Linked DNA regions of Rattus norvegicus: region 2 is linked to region 1. Evidence: chromatin contacts called from public Hi-C data. All regions are on one chromosome and are shown on one strand. Each heading gives the region's core, a stretch centred on a gene start, on an enhancer-like site or on the middle of the called end of the contact. The rest is flanking DNA. Distances are from core to core; before and after follow the strand shown.

Region 1 (7,322 bases), core at 3,366-5,865:
ACCCCAGGGTCCCAGAATAATGACTCTGAGACTCAAATATTTGTACAAATTCCTAGGCCATGACTCTGGCTATTCCCTGAGTAGACCATAACTTAATATATCATTTATTCTCTACTACTACTGTATTCACTTTTGTGCTTCTTATAAATGTAGTAGCTTTGTGCAAACTTTTATAAATGTCTGTATTAATTTTGCATATTAGAAAGTGGATAACCTGTCGATGAGGAGCACATGACTTCCCATCCGGTCTGCCCGCCATTGTTGCTTTTGGGGAACAGTTTATAAGCTTGAGCATACTAAATGCCACTCTTTAATCAGAGTCTTTACTCAGTCTGTTACAGGACTAAGGTTTTCTTCATTTTGTTTTGTTTTCTTTTTTCTTTTTCTTTTTCTTTTGAGACAGGGTTTCTCTGTGTAGCCCTGACTGTCCTGGAACTCTGTAGATCTGCTGTGGTAAATCTCCAACCCTAATAAGCCTATTAAAGTAAAACACAACTTTGTTGCATGTAATTTTAATGTCATGTTTGCTCTTTCTCAAAAGCTCATTCTGAGCTCCCTCAACCTCTCGCAGCTAGCTCCAAACTGCCAATGACCGCCCCTGCTGTGCCCTTTCTCCTTTCCACCTGAGTCGCCGATGATGGAAAACACCAGACAGCCTTAATATTTTAAACTAGTCAGATAACTCAATGGCTGGGTGAAGAATATCCTGCCCCATTCCCCTTGACTTCCTATGCTCTGCCTCATCCCCTTCTCTTCCTCCTGGGACCCAGAGTCACACCTTTCCCCCTTCTCCCAGCAATTGGCTTCTGCCATCTTTAGTGACACAATCAACAACCAATTAGGGAATCGATACCTCCCCTAATGAGACCGAGTTTCTCTGTGTAGCCTTGGATATCCTAGAACTCTGTAGATAACCAGGCCTTGAACACACAGATGTGGCTGCCTCTTCCTCCAAAGTGTTGGGATTAAAGGCATGTGCCACCACCACCCTACAAGCTTTAATTTTTATTATTAATATTACTGACTCTTGGAATATGCAACTTGGGTGTATCTTTTTGTTGTGTAACATTTTAGAAATGTGCTCTGCACCCCCACATTCTTTCCAAAGGCAAACAATCAGGTCAACAACCTCTGTGTTGCAATGTTCCAGCCTGAAACCTGCTTGGACAGTGAGCAGAGTCATATTTGTTCTCTGAGAAGAGGACAAAGAACTAATGTCTGCAGGAATATTAATAGGGACCCAAGTGGTGAGGCAGATAGACACTAGGAGACCAGAGACTGGAGGTTGCTAAAAGCAGCTTCTGAGTTGGTTTCCTGTTCTTGGCAAACAATTCCTCAATTCCAGAGGGAATCTTTAATCATGAAACTAATTACTATCCTGCTCCTCTGCTCCAGGCTCCTGCCAAGTTTAGCGCAGGAAGAAGGCGCCCAGGAAATGGACTGCAATGATGAGACTGTATTTCAGGCTGTGGATATTGCTCTCAAGAAGTGTAACGCTGGGTTACAAAGTGGCAGTTTGTGTTGTACTGAGTGACTGAGGGCACTAAGAAGGTGAGTGACAGTTTTCCTGTGAAACTACCTGTAATTGGTGCTCTCAGGCACAGGGCTAGAGGGCTGGAGATGGCTGGTCCTTAAGCTTCCTGGGTGATCATGAAAGCAGTGTCCCAGGAAGTACGAAACCACAGCAGATTGAGATGTTTGAAAGAGACAGGCATGGTGGGACTCCAGCATCTCAGTCAGCTTGCAGCAGGAGAATTCACTGCATCTGTGAACTCCACCATCTCCCAGCCTTAAGTGAGAGTTCCACATGGGGATGGATACAGGGGATGAGAAGGGAGTTGGCATTATTGCTTGGACCAAATATCTAGCACCGAGTGTGTATAGCTGATTCTTTGAGGTTAATAGATGTTTCCATTAGTTCTTTAGTTTTGGGGAACAGAAGAGTTGAGCCAGGGTGTCATGTAGCTTTAGACTAACCATGAACTTGCTGTGTAGCTGATGATGACCTTAAAATTTGATCTTCCTGCCTCCATCTCCCTAGCTGCCATGCTAGGTTTATGTGGTACTGAGGAAGCAAGCTCAGGACTCTTTTTAAAGAGTTCACAAGCTGGAGAGACAGCTCAGTGGTTCAGGATACTGGTTATTCTTGGGAAGGACCTGGCATCTGTTCCCAGCATCCATGGTAACACATTCAGTTCTAGGGACTATGGTGCATCTTCTGGCCACCTTGGGCACCAGGCACCTTTGTAGTATACATACATACATACATACATACATACATACATACATACCATACATACATGTATTATTCACACATGTATACATACATACAAACATGCATACATACATAGAAACATACAGGCAAGCAGTCATAGACTTAAAATGAAAAAGCTTTCAAAAAGATAAATGAATAATGTTATACATTTTACTTTAAAATACTCTCTTTGGATTAACCAAGTTATTCCAGCAGGAAAAAAATCCATTCCTTTGACACCATGAGGATAAAAAGAAAGCCCTAATGGACACAGGTTTGTTTGATTCAGGAGATTAAACTGTGGTACTGCTTCCTGGCACTTGGGGCTACAATCTCCTAGTGTCTCCATTGACTGACAAAAAGGCCCCATAGGAGTTTTGTTGTACAATGTCCTGGTAGCCTTCCTTCCCTCTGGGATCCAGCCCTGGACATGTGTCAGTCAAATATCCTATCACCAAGCTGTGCCATGGCTCTTGGGGATTTTGAGTCAGTGCTTCATTCTGTTGCTCTCCTGGCCTTGAACCACAGTTCCCCTGTCTAAATCCACCAAGTGTACTACTGGGATTACAGGCTTTGTCCTATGTCCAACTTCAGCCAGACATGTTGAATCCATATATATCCATGTAAACCAGGGTTTACATAAAAGAGGGCAGGGATAATACTTTGGCTACTGCTTTGAGATCACTAAGAATATAAGCATAGTATGAACATGTGTTTCTGCTCGGATGGGAAGGTATCCTGGGACTCAGAAACCTAGGAACCACACATCTCTGAGTGGAAGGGAAACCTGAGGTAGGGAACTCAGGAATCAGACAGTTATAAGGAGGGACGGTGTCACAATCAAAAGGAAAACTGAGACAAGGGAGTACAGGAACCACAAAGCTCACAGACAAATCCTCTTCAGCAGTGATGCTGCAACTCCCCTGGGGGTGGGGGTATCCTTAACTGAGCTGAGGAGTTGAGGAGCCTCAGACCCTCATCCATTTCATTTTTCCCTTCTCTTCATTGCTTCTTGGTGTCTTCTGATAGTCACTACAGCTCTGCTGCTAGCTTCTGTGACAACACCCACTGTCAGCATCAGTGTCTTGTGCATAGATCCTCCAGTAACTGGCTTTTTTCCAGTTCCTCCCATGTTGCAAGTGGTAAAGCTTAATTGTTTACACACCAGGCAGCAAATCTCATGAGACAGATGTATTGAGACATCCAGTGAAAGGAACTAAGAATCCAGGGAATTGGACAAAGGACAGGCCTTATGTGGGATTTCTTAGGAGGCACAGCTTTTCAAGGCAGAGATTTCCAGATTGAGGATTGGAGGATTTCAAATCATGAATTTAGGGAGCTCAGAGATTGGTGGATTTTCCTGTTTAAGGATTACAGGATTGGTGGGATTTTTGTGGGAAGCTTGGGGATTTTAAACTAGTGGGTTTTTCCTTCTCCTGGATTGGTTGCTTTTTCCCCCACCTCCTTCTTCCTGCATTGGGCCCATGGGAAGACCTTCCTAGTCACAGGCAGTTTTGGCTGAGGCTCTGTATCTGTGGAGCTGCGGAGGGTGCAACTACTATACAAGTTTCTGCAGGACAGCTCAGCTGGTGTGAGAAAGGAGATGCACCACCTTGAACAGCTTCTTGTGACAGCTCCAATCTGAGGTGCCGCCATTTTGACAGATACCGCCATTTTAACAAATGCTGCCATCTTAAGATCTTACAGGGTCCTCAGGCTGGGACAGGAAAGAGGGGTTGGTCACTGATTTGACAACTTTGGCTGTGCACTTAGAAACCATGATAAACATTCCTCCAGGAAATATTTATATAAAAATAAACACATTTTAACGAACACGGCTCTCCTTGAGTCTGATCAGGAATGGTGTTTGTGATGTCAGGGTCCACAAACTTGCTACTGGGTTCCCTGAGTGACTCCAGGTGTCACCTTTGCTTTCCTCAGGATGGCTCTGAAACATTTTATTCCTTCAAGTATCAAATCAAGGAGGGCAACTGCCCTGTTCAGAGAGGCCTCACCTGACAGGACTGCGACTTCAAGAACGCTGAGGAAACCATGAGTATGCTCTTTATATAAAAGCCCCAGCCTGACCCATGCAACCCTCAGGGTGCTATAAAATATAAATGAGACAGGAAAACTGATAGACCAAGTATGAAATTTGTATCTAGCGTGGGGTACACCTAATGACTTTGCTCCCAGGTATTTGTTTAAATCAGAATCACCTGTCACCTCAGACAGTCATCAGCTGTTCATGGTGACAAAATTCAAAGTCCTTTTAGCCATTCTCTGTGAACAATACAGCATTGTCCTCTGTGTCCATTCCAGTCTATCTGTCATTCAGTAATCCTTGGCCAGCCCTGTCCTATGCCAGCCTCCAACTGCTGATGACTCCTGTCCTGCTCCTAGCTTAGGTGACATCAGCCCTGTCAGCCTTTGATATCCCGTGCCTAGATGCACTCACTAACCAGCTGGTTTCCAGTTCCTTCCATGTTGCAAATTGCAAAGTATAATTGTTCATACATCTATGGTATTCTATTCTGTATATATATATACCAACATACTTGCCCACTCATCAGACACTGGTTTTTTGTTTGTTTGTTTGTTTGTTTGTTTTGGTGTTGTGGTTAATTACAAGGGGATTATTTATATTATAGAGCCTGTTCAGGAAAGATGAAAACTTTGTAATATGTAGAATATTGACCCACACCATATCTGTGTTCCTGGAAAGACACATGAATCAGGAAGATGCCAATCATTAAACAGGCATGTGTCAACTCACTAGAAGGTATACATGTAAACAACAAAAGTTTGTGCATCAGACCACAGGGAGACAACAGGAAGACATTTGGGTTGAGTTCAAGGTCTAATTTAGGAAGAATATGGTAATTTCAGCTTTATTGGCCCTCAGTATAAATCTTGACTTTGCCACTCATCCTCCCTCCGCAGGTGCTTCATTCTATTAAAATGAGGAAATATTGATGGCACTGGATATAGGAGATGGAAACTAGATACATTATACAAAGGAGCTGTTAACAATAAGCACCTTAAAGAAACACTGGATTGAGCATGAGTACCTGATGTTTGCCTTGCACTGGCGAGAGGGTATTATCTGCCTGAGAAGCAAGCCTTTCTTCTCCCTGGCTGGAGTTCCCCTCTTAGATAGGATGTCAGCATCATCCACGTGTTTGTTTAAGCACTGTGCTCATTCACAGTTGTAACATGTACTGGGTTCCCAATTAGGAGACCAGGATTTCTACTCTGGCTCTGTGAGCTTGTGTAGCAGTTGCTATCCCCTGCAGTCAGTCTCTCAGAGCCATAGGGACACATCAGGGTGAGCTCTAGCTTCACACAATAGCTCCTGATACTCAGGACAGGGGGCTAAAGTGAAGGCCAAGTCAAAGCTATTCAACAAATATTATTCATCACTAAGAGTGGGCAGACATGTGTAAGCACCGACTGTGTGCTGCTCTGTTAAGCGCTTTCTGTGTGTGGGCACACTGATTCTCCACAGCAACCTCTTAAGTACATGTGGTGCTGTTTCCACAAGGTGGGTAAACTGAGGCAGTGGGGGGCACCAGAGCAGCAGGAACAACTAGCAGCCAGCAGTGTGGAAGTGGGATGTTCTAAGAGGTTAAACTGATTTATGTAAAGAGCAGGCAAACACTGAAACTGAGGGGGGAATCAAAGAGGAAGCTCATCCTGTTGATTCTGAGGCATGGCATCCATCTTGGTGGCAAACAAGTAGCCACAGATCTCCACATCATGACTCAACCTTAGAGGACTTACTCTGCCTCTCCCCTGTCCTGTGAGCATCAGTGGCTCGAGGGAACAATCACAAGGTCACATAAATATTCATTCTCAAGTCTCACAAGTTTGTTAATGGGCTGGTAAGATTGCTGAGTGTTAAGAGCACTTGCTACTCTTGAGAATTCCTGGGTTGGGTTTCTAGCACCCAAATGGACACTTGGAACCATCTGTAACTCTAGTCCCATTGCTTCTGCTGCTGTCCTCTGGGTTCTGCAGACACCAATCATATAGACACACATCCAGGAAAAGCACTTGCATGCATAAGAACAAATAAATCTAAAGAAAACAAAACAAAAACTCTATTAAAACATCCTTATTGCTTTTACTTCTTTTTCATTTTAAAAAGCCACATTTAACAACACCACTGCTAGATATTGTCATCACAAAGAAAGATTTAGACAAATGGCCTTTTTTTCTTTTAGGCCACTGGAGAATGAACAGAAACTGTGGAGAAGAGTGGAAATAATAAATTCTCTATAGCCACATAGACCTACAATGGTTACTCTGGATGGGTGATACATCTGGGGACCTGTCCTGTGGGTGACAGTGGGTAGGAGCCTGGTGAGTGGCATATGTTGATGTTAATTATTCTTATGTCCTATGGATATGACACAGACTCATAAACTAGGTCTAGCTTACAAATGAATGAGACTCAGACATTGAATTATTTATTTAGCTTTGCACTAATCTAATTTTCTAACTGGACCACCTACTTCCCCATTTGTGCTCCCAAATACTTGCTGTTTGTGTCTACCAGGATTATTTCTGTACCACCACCCTCTCCTTATGGTACATTTCACTCAGGAAAATGTGCCTGGTCCATCATAGCTAATGGAAACCTACTCTTTCCTTTGTCTTCTTCTTCCTTCTGGTGTTTATCTGGAACCCGCACCTCTATTTTCTCCAGTAATTGGCTGTATTCACCTTTATTTAACAAATAGTTTTAAACTTGGAAGCAAGGTTCACACAGCATCATGGTGTACATGCAGATCTGCTTGTCAGGGCAGCCAGGTCTAGGGGGAGTGGGGGTCAGTATTTAGCATTTAAACAGGTAGCAACACCAGACCAACTGCCACATTTCCCATTTTGTCCAGACAAGAAGGCTCTTTCTTTTACAATAATAAATGGCATGTAGTAGGAACAGATATGAAGCACTTATGGAAACTATTAGGTAAGGTTTACATTCATAAAGTCCAGTCCATCTGGGTTTGACAACTTTGGATAAAGTATTGAATTATCCATCCTATCTCGCTGAGTTTAGAGT
Region 2 (7,322 bases), core at 2,171-4,670, 130 kb before region 1:
CAACTTGTTGGAACTTGTCTATGATCTTTCTAAAATAGTCATTACTATTTTGAATCATGCGAAACAAAACTTTTCCAAAAGGGGGGAAAGGCTTTTCTGGAACAGTCACGTTGTTAGTAACTGCAATTAATTTCCCTCCTATTTGCTGGGAACTAATGGGTGCATCAGTTGAATTCATCGCAGTCGTTGAGTTCATCAGGATCATGGTGGTGTGAGACGTTTCCGTCTCTGAACTCTCAGTTCCTGAGACATCTAAAGGTACATGACCATCTTCCCACACTGCTGTATTCTTAAAATCAGATATTGCTGACAGGCTTAAAGTTGCTAAGATCACCAAGGTTAAAAACACAGAAGGCATCTCCACCGCAAGCAGGTCAGCCAATATGGAAGGCAGCCTGGGTTGGCACAAAGGGGCTGTGCTCTGATTGGCTCACTGTATCGGCACCGAGTATCTCAGGAGAGAGCGTCAGTGCCAATGCCTGCTGGTCTGGAAGTCATGGAGCTCTCACATCCGTCAGTTTGAAGAACTCAGGGAAAGCCAGAGCTCACTGATGCTGACAGGTAAGCTTGTTTGACGTTTCCAGTTAGAGAAGCAACATCGTTGAAGAGGCGTGGCTTGACCACTTATCTGTCAAGTCATCTCCTGAACTGATGTCGGTTGACACAGGCTATCTGTCCTACATGTGTGGTCAGAGTAGTGAACAAGCTGCCCTAGTGAATAAAGGGTCTAACATCATTGGTCCGACAAAAGGCCATAAGGCCTCACGTTATAGTAAACTAAACCCCCTTGTGCTTTGCGGTTTGTTAAAGAAATGTCGAGTCTGCCAGGACCTGCCTCTCTGCTCAGCAGCTGCTGCAGAAGAGAGGTCAGGATGTCTAGGGTGACATGAGACAGGCAGATGAGACTATAAGGGTTGTGTCCCTTTTCTACTACTGGAACCAATTACTCAACATTGTGGCTCACACAGCAACGTTGTATTTCCCCTCGTGCCTACATTATAGTCATGCTTGATGGAAACGCCTGGTTCTACTTGGTGTCACTATGACAGCTAAGAGCCATTTAAAGGCCTCTTCTCATATGTCTGACAGCTGAATCTAGGGGGACAGAGCTGTCCGAAGACACATGCCCCAAAGGAAGAGAGACCAGGGTGTGGGGAGGTCTCTCCCATGATCTGGCTTCACAACTCCTCAGAGACTCCTCTGCTTCGTCTCTGCCCATAAAGGCAGCTGTAGGGCTCATCCACAGGAGAAAAGTTTGACTCGATCTTTTGACAAAATAAGTAAAAACAAAAACCTTCTAATCTTGAAAGAGTATAGGAAGTAGGAAAGAGTTCTTCGAGAAGTCATTTGGATGGTGTTTTGCTGGGGCAAACATGTGAAGAAATGTTTTGTTAAAATAGACACGTGTGTGTGGAAGGCTAAGGCAGACTCAGGAAGGAAAGTTTCGCTGACACAGACCCAGGAAAGAGGATGATCTGCTAAAGCAAGTCTGAGAAAGGAAAAGGCTTCTTTGCCAACAACACGCGTGCACTGGTCGGACTTACATTACACAGCTGAGCTGCACGTGTTGGGACTCTGTGGACTTGGGAGGGCTGGGTACTCGTGCTAAGGCAAGACACGTGTGAGGCAAAACCCATGCTGGTGCAGGGCCCATGGAGGACATGTGTTGCGGTAAAAATTAGAAAGGAATGTTTTTCTATCAGTTCCCACAAGCCGGATCCGCTCGCTCTGGCTGCTCCTCTGCCACACGGTCTGCAAGCCTCCCTCTCCCGGCTGTCTCCCTTTTGGGTGCCCTCTCTGCGCAGTCCCCTGGGCGGTAGTTACCACGCCTGGGATGCATACAGTTGCAAGCATCGCTGTTGCCGTCTTTGAAAGGACAATCCCTGGTGTTCACGGGAGGTGGGGGAGCACGCAGGAACCAAAGCTGAAGGGTGTCAGAGCAGCTGCAGGGAAAGCCACACAGCTCATAGAGAGGGGAAATCCAGCTGTGACTCTAGAAGTGTGAAGCATCTCCTGAGCCTTGAGGACCAACCGCTGGGAGGCAGGGCAGGGAAGGGATGCGGAGGGAAGAATATGGAGACTCACATGCTCTGCCAAACACAGTCACAGACGGGAAACTTCCTGTCTGGCTTTTGAGTCCATTTTAGTGTTTGTTAAGCCAGTTCCCCTGTGGAATTGCTAGCCACATCTGTGTATGCCTGCCTGCCTGCCAGCCCTTCCTTTTTACTCAGGTTGGGGTTCTCTGTGCTTTTTCCTAGTAGATGAAATGGAGAGAGAGAGAGAGAGAGAGAGAGAGAGAGAGAGAGAGAGAGAGAGAGAGAGAGAGAACATCATCAAGGTGAGCATGTAAACTGTCAAGCACAGCCAGTTTTAAAAATGCAGTAGAAGAAAGCAGCCGAGAACACCTTTCTTGATGGGGGAAGTAACATGAAAACATTACACTCTAGTGGTCCACTGAGACTTTCAAGTTGCTGCTGAGTGAATCACCAGGAGGCTCTGGAAAACTAAGGATGTCTAGAGGCCAACCACTGAGTGATGGAGGGCAGCCTTATTCCACCGTGCCCTCCACTGCTAGTCTCTGGACTCAGACACCTTCCCAGCGCACAGCTTGTGGGGTGAGGTGGGATCTTTCCAACCCATGAGGCCACGCGGTCCAGTTCTTGCTGAAGATGGTGCTGGATCAGGAGAACCCTGGTCCCACTAGTTTTGGGCCATCCCCTCACCCCTGGAGTCTGCTTTCTCCCTCATGTGCTTCTTCCTCCTCCACACACATTCTTCTCTGACAATGTCGCCAACAGCTGTGTGTCTGTGAGATATATATATATATATATATATATATATATATATATATGTATTTTAATATCCCTAAGACAGACAGATCCTGGCTATTTCATTCATGAGAGGAAAAGCAGGTTCTGTGCCAACTGGGCTGCTCCAACATGTCACATGAGCACTGAAAGATAATCTCCCTCACCCCACCCCTGCCTGTTTACACATTTATCAGAATAGAAAGTATAAGAATGGCATCGGCTTTAAACCACGCTTATTTAAACAGTTGACAAAATGCCTTTTATTGAGGGGAAAATGAGCAATTAAGATAATAGTGAAAAATCAAACACCGGCCTTTGTGTGTGTGCGTGTGTGTGTGTGTGTGTGTGTGTGTGTGTGTCTGTGTGTCTGTGTGTGCTTGCATCTGTCTGTCTCTCCCCCCACCTGTGTCTCTGTCTCTGTCACCCTCCCTCCCCATCTCCATTCTTTCCTCTCTGACCCCAACCCCCGGTGTGGGGTTGGGATGGAGGGAGGGTTACTTAAAATGGCGGAGTCTAGTCAAACCTTGGCGAGAGTTGACCCAGAGCCTAGCATAGTATATTTCTGTTTTTCTTGACTGGAGACCAAGAGCCACAGGAACCCTTGCACCCGGAACTGGACTTGGCTTCTGACTTTTGTTAGGGCATAACAAACAGGATTACCCATTATCGGGGTATCTGGTTTCCTGGTGCCATTTCTCTGAACCCCAAGGTGGTGTGGCCTGTAAAGGAAAGGCATGTGGGGGGTCTGTGGGGAAGGGGTGCTCTCCCCCATGGGGGCCATAGATGCTTTCACCATGGAGGGAGACTGGGAACGCATCTCATCTGGCAGAGATCATAAGCTTGGGGGTGCTGCTGTTAAATCTCAACTCCGACAAGGTGTAGGGGACCAAAATGCATCAACAGCTCATACAGTGAGGTGATGTCTCAGGTTGGACCGAGGAAACATTTCTCACTTGCAGTAAAGAGTGCTGATCTGAATTGGGGCCTGAGCCGCTCCCCCCTACTCCAGGTCTCCTGCATCCCTCACTTCCTGCTGAGATTCCCCTGTCAGTAGCTTTCCCCAGACCAGTGTTTAAGGACAGGATAACAAGCTGACGGCGGACTTGATTCCATTGCATCACAAAGTAAATTAGCCTTGAGCTGTTGGTTTTGGACTGTCTACAAGAGATAACGCAGTCACCCACTGGTTGCGTGTAGTTTCTGGGTTTCAATGTCCTTGGCAACCATTTCCTGCCCCCTCTGAAATGTGATGTTCCCAAACTTCTTTAGTTAAATGTCCTATAATCGGTTCATTTCTCAAAATGTGCTGTATAGTCGCTCTGTATTTAAGAGTGATCTAGTGACACAAGACCGTGTGAGTACCATGCTCTGTTTTTCAAGGAATTGAATTGGTGTCCCTGGGCACCACAGCTTGTTGCTAGGCGTTGCTATGTGATCCTGCAGAGACCTGACCACCCCTTGGCTCTGTGTCCTTCTTTGAGATACTTCTGCCTAAGACTACCCTCTTGCTGTGGGTATCCATGCTTATCCAAGGATACCACTCAATGAAAGCACTGTCGGGCACTGGTGACCCTTACCAGGCTTTTGGGGCTACTCCCTTCTCTAATCAGTCAACGCATTCAAATCCCTGAGAACTATTGCCTGATTCTCAACAACGGGCTTCTCCTGGGAGCCCTGCTTGTTCTCTACAAAGTACCTTGGCTACCTCTGCACATTGCTGCGGTCTCCTGAGTACTATTGCCTGCCACAAATACCACATTCCCTTGAGGAACACTTTCTGCTTGAGAGTCCTGCTGCCTACGGTGAACACCACTGCTTGGCTGTGGCACAGCTGCCTGCCTCTGGGCACTACTGCCTGGTGCTGGATGGCCACTGCACACCACTGGGCATGCTCCCTACACTGAGCCCTGCTAGCCTTTGTCCTTGGCCTCATCCTGCCTCTTTGCCTGATCACTGCCCTACCGAGGTCTTGAACATCAGGACTACACAGCATTATAAAAATCGTAGGATAATGCCTTTGTTTTTCTTTGTCCCAAGTTGTCAATGAGCATCAAAATAAATGTGTTTGGACTTCTGAAGTCCTTCAGTTTTTATAACAGAACTCCAATTTTTATATCAGAAGACAAATCCAAGTGACAGGCACTGTTGTGTTTTTTTCCAGTTGGTCACAGGGGCTCTGGTACCAAGCTAGGCCTTTTAGTCTAGGCTCTACTTCAAGGAGATGTGTTCTCTCTGAGAGCCTCCTGGAGAAGTAGGTGAGAGTTTGACATCTGGATTCACAGGCACTGGGCCTGGCTTAGGCTTCTTCTGAAACCCCACCTTCACCCCCTGTGACACACTTTCTCCAACAAGGCCACACCTACTCTAACAAGACCATACTTTCCAACCCCTCTCAAGTAGTGCCATTCCCTGATGACCAAGCACCAAACATGAGCCTACAGGGAGGGGGATTCTCTTTCAAACCACCATAGCCGCTCATCCTTCCTTCCATTAGGTGGTGTGTTCCACAAATCCCCAGAAAAGCATCCATGCTGCCTGAGGTGAATGTGACATACGTTAAATTGTCATGTACTGTTTGGAAGCTGCATCCCCTTCCATTTCAGACCGAAGCATGTTTATCTCAAAATGTCCTCCAATAATAAGTTATCTGAGGGTGGGCTGGTCCCCTTAATCCCTATAACAGAGAGGAAAATACAACAAAACAGCTGTGCCCTTGAGGACTGCTCCCAACAGAGGTTATCATTGTTTATCCCATAATTGGAAAGCGCCTGGAGCAGGAAGAAGGCAAAAGCTTAGCCACCACAAGTTCACGCCACAGGAAGCTCACCTGTGCAGAGAAATCTCAACCAGGAGGCCCAGGAGATTCTCTGAGCTTCCCCAGTTGGTTTCTGCTGGATGCGCCCGGTTTGATGGTGTGGTCTCTACCTGTGGCTGTCTGTGCTTTTCGTCTGAAGTACTGCACAAAAGAGGATATTCTGTCTGGGACCCTCTATCTGTCAAAAGCTCCCACTGGCTGTTTTAGTTCCCGGGGCTTCCCCAATCAGTTTCTGCTGACGGTGCAGTTGTCTGATCCATGCTCTGCTTTCTTTGGTGCTCGCTGTTTTCTTCCTTGGCACCCGCTTGCTGTGTGTTTGATAAACTCCCGAGTATGAAACTGAAAACATGACGACTGTGGGTCATTGTCTGTAGAGGCAGAGACCCAAGGCTCCAGAAGACGGCGAGCTACCTCTGCCACTCAGGAGGGAAAGTTCAATCCTGACAAGGCAGGAGACGAGAAAAAGCCCAAAGTTGGCTGAGTAAATGAAATTGAATAATAGGGCAGACCAACGGAAAGCAGAAAACGCAAAGGGTTTATGGGTTGTCACAAGTCATTTCTAGTCCTAACGGGAAAGGATGGCGCTTGGATTGGCTTAATAGGAAACAATACTTGAAACGCAAATATTAGGATAGAGGTGTTGAAAATAGAGGGTTGTGAGTTTTTTCTAAAGAAAGATGACTTTCTTCTCTCTCTCTCTCTCTCTCTCTCTCTCTCTCTCTCTCTCTCTCTCTCTCTCTCTCTCGTCCAGTCTCTAGGTGTGACTTCAGGTGCTGTGTATGTGCTGACGTGTGCTCTGTCTGCTGGATCACTCTGGGTTTCTGCGTGGGAAATGCATCACCATGACAAGAAGTAGAGCTGACATTGTGAGGTAGAGGATACAGAACTGGGTCAAAGTCCTACCTCTGTCTGCTCGGCAAATCTCCACCCAGAATTGTCGGCATGAAAAGAAGCCGAGGCAGCAAGTTAGAGGACGGGGCTCTTGCCTGTTGCTCTGTATTTGACCCGTTCTTTAACTTACATCATTTCTTATAGTGCTGGGGATAGGACACAGGGCATCACACTATAAGCAACTCTACCACTGAGCTATATTTCCAGCCCTTATGTAATTATTTTATAATTTTATTTCAGTAACCACTATTTTTTCATTAAGAACTCATTGGCTTTTAAAATGTAACCCCGCCCTCCACTGTCAGCATTTACTTTGGAGATGGAGTTTTTATAACATGGTCAGAACTAATTTTTTAATTGGGAAGGCTCCTAGCAGATGAGCATCTGGAAGAAAGGACTAAGAAAACCCTTGAGAAAAAAGCTACCCTCAAAAACCATCTGGGCACAGAGGACCCCAGCTATGAGAAACTCAGAGGCACCCCTTTATTTGTCCAAATCCTGCCCCCTTATTTTCCTCCCCTCTCCTGCTCATCGTTGCTAGAACGGGTCTTTCCTTCTCTGAGGATGCCTGCAGTACTTGGTTCCTTTTTCTATACTACTCAAGCTCTTTAGGACTACTCCACGCTTTGTGTGGCTCAATGAGAATGAAGAGCCAGGTTCCCTTGTTTGAAAAAAAATGTTTAAAATTTCAAGACATCTAGCATGCAGAATTCTTCCATCCACAGTTTGCTTCTAAGTGCCCAAGCATGGGCAATTCCTGGGAAGCCAGCTCTGACTGCATTTGTAGATTCCAAGAGGACACTGAG

Evidence for each region. Hi-C and Micro-C count contacts between places; a contact is called where the count stands out from the background.
Region 2: a contact with region 1 is called in a Hi-C map of liver, with 3 times the contacts expected there. The contact joins two enhancer-like sites. A contact is called at or near these places in 2 of 12 Hi-C or Micro-C datasets (both in liver).

The regions. Positions count from the first base shown.
Region 1 is chr11:91,510,859-91,518,180 of GRCr8, reverse strand. LOC108352357 (a long non-coding RNA gene) reads left to right here and starts at 1,199. Exons shown (of 3, transcript XR_005491457.2): 1 at 1,199-1,551; 2 at 6,481-6,619. Within about 2 kb of position 4,615, at least 1 of the 93 cell types and tissues checked has an H3K27ac peak or open chromatin away from gene starts, as enhancers often do. A contact at or near this core is called in liver, where this site is marked.
Region 2 is chr11:91,640,974-91,648,295 of GRCr8, reverse strand. No RefSeq gene overlaps it. Among named protein-coding and RNA genes, the nearest start is that of Ahsg, 12 kb to the right of the region's middle. Within about 2 kb of position 3,420, at least 5 of the 93 cell types and tissues checked have an H3K27ac peak or open chromatin away from gene starts, as enhancers often do. A contact at or near this core is called in liver, where this site is marked.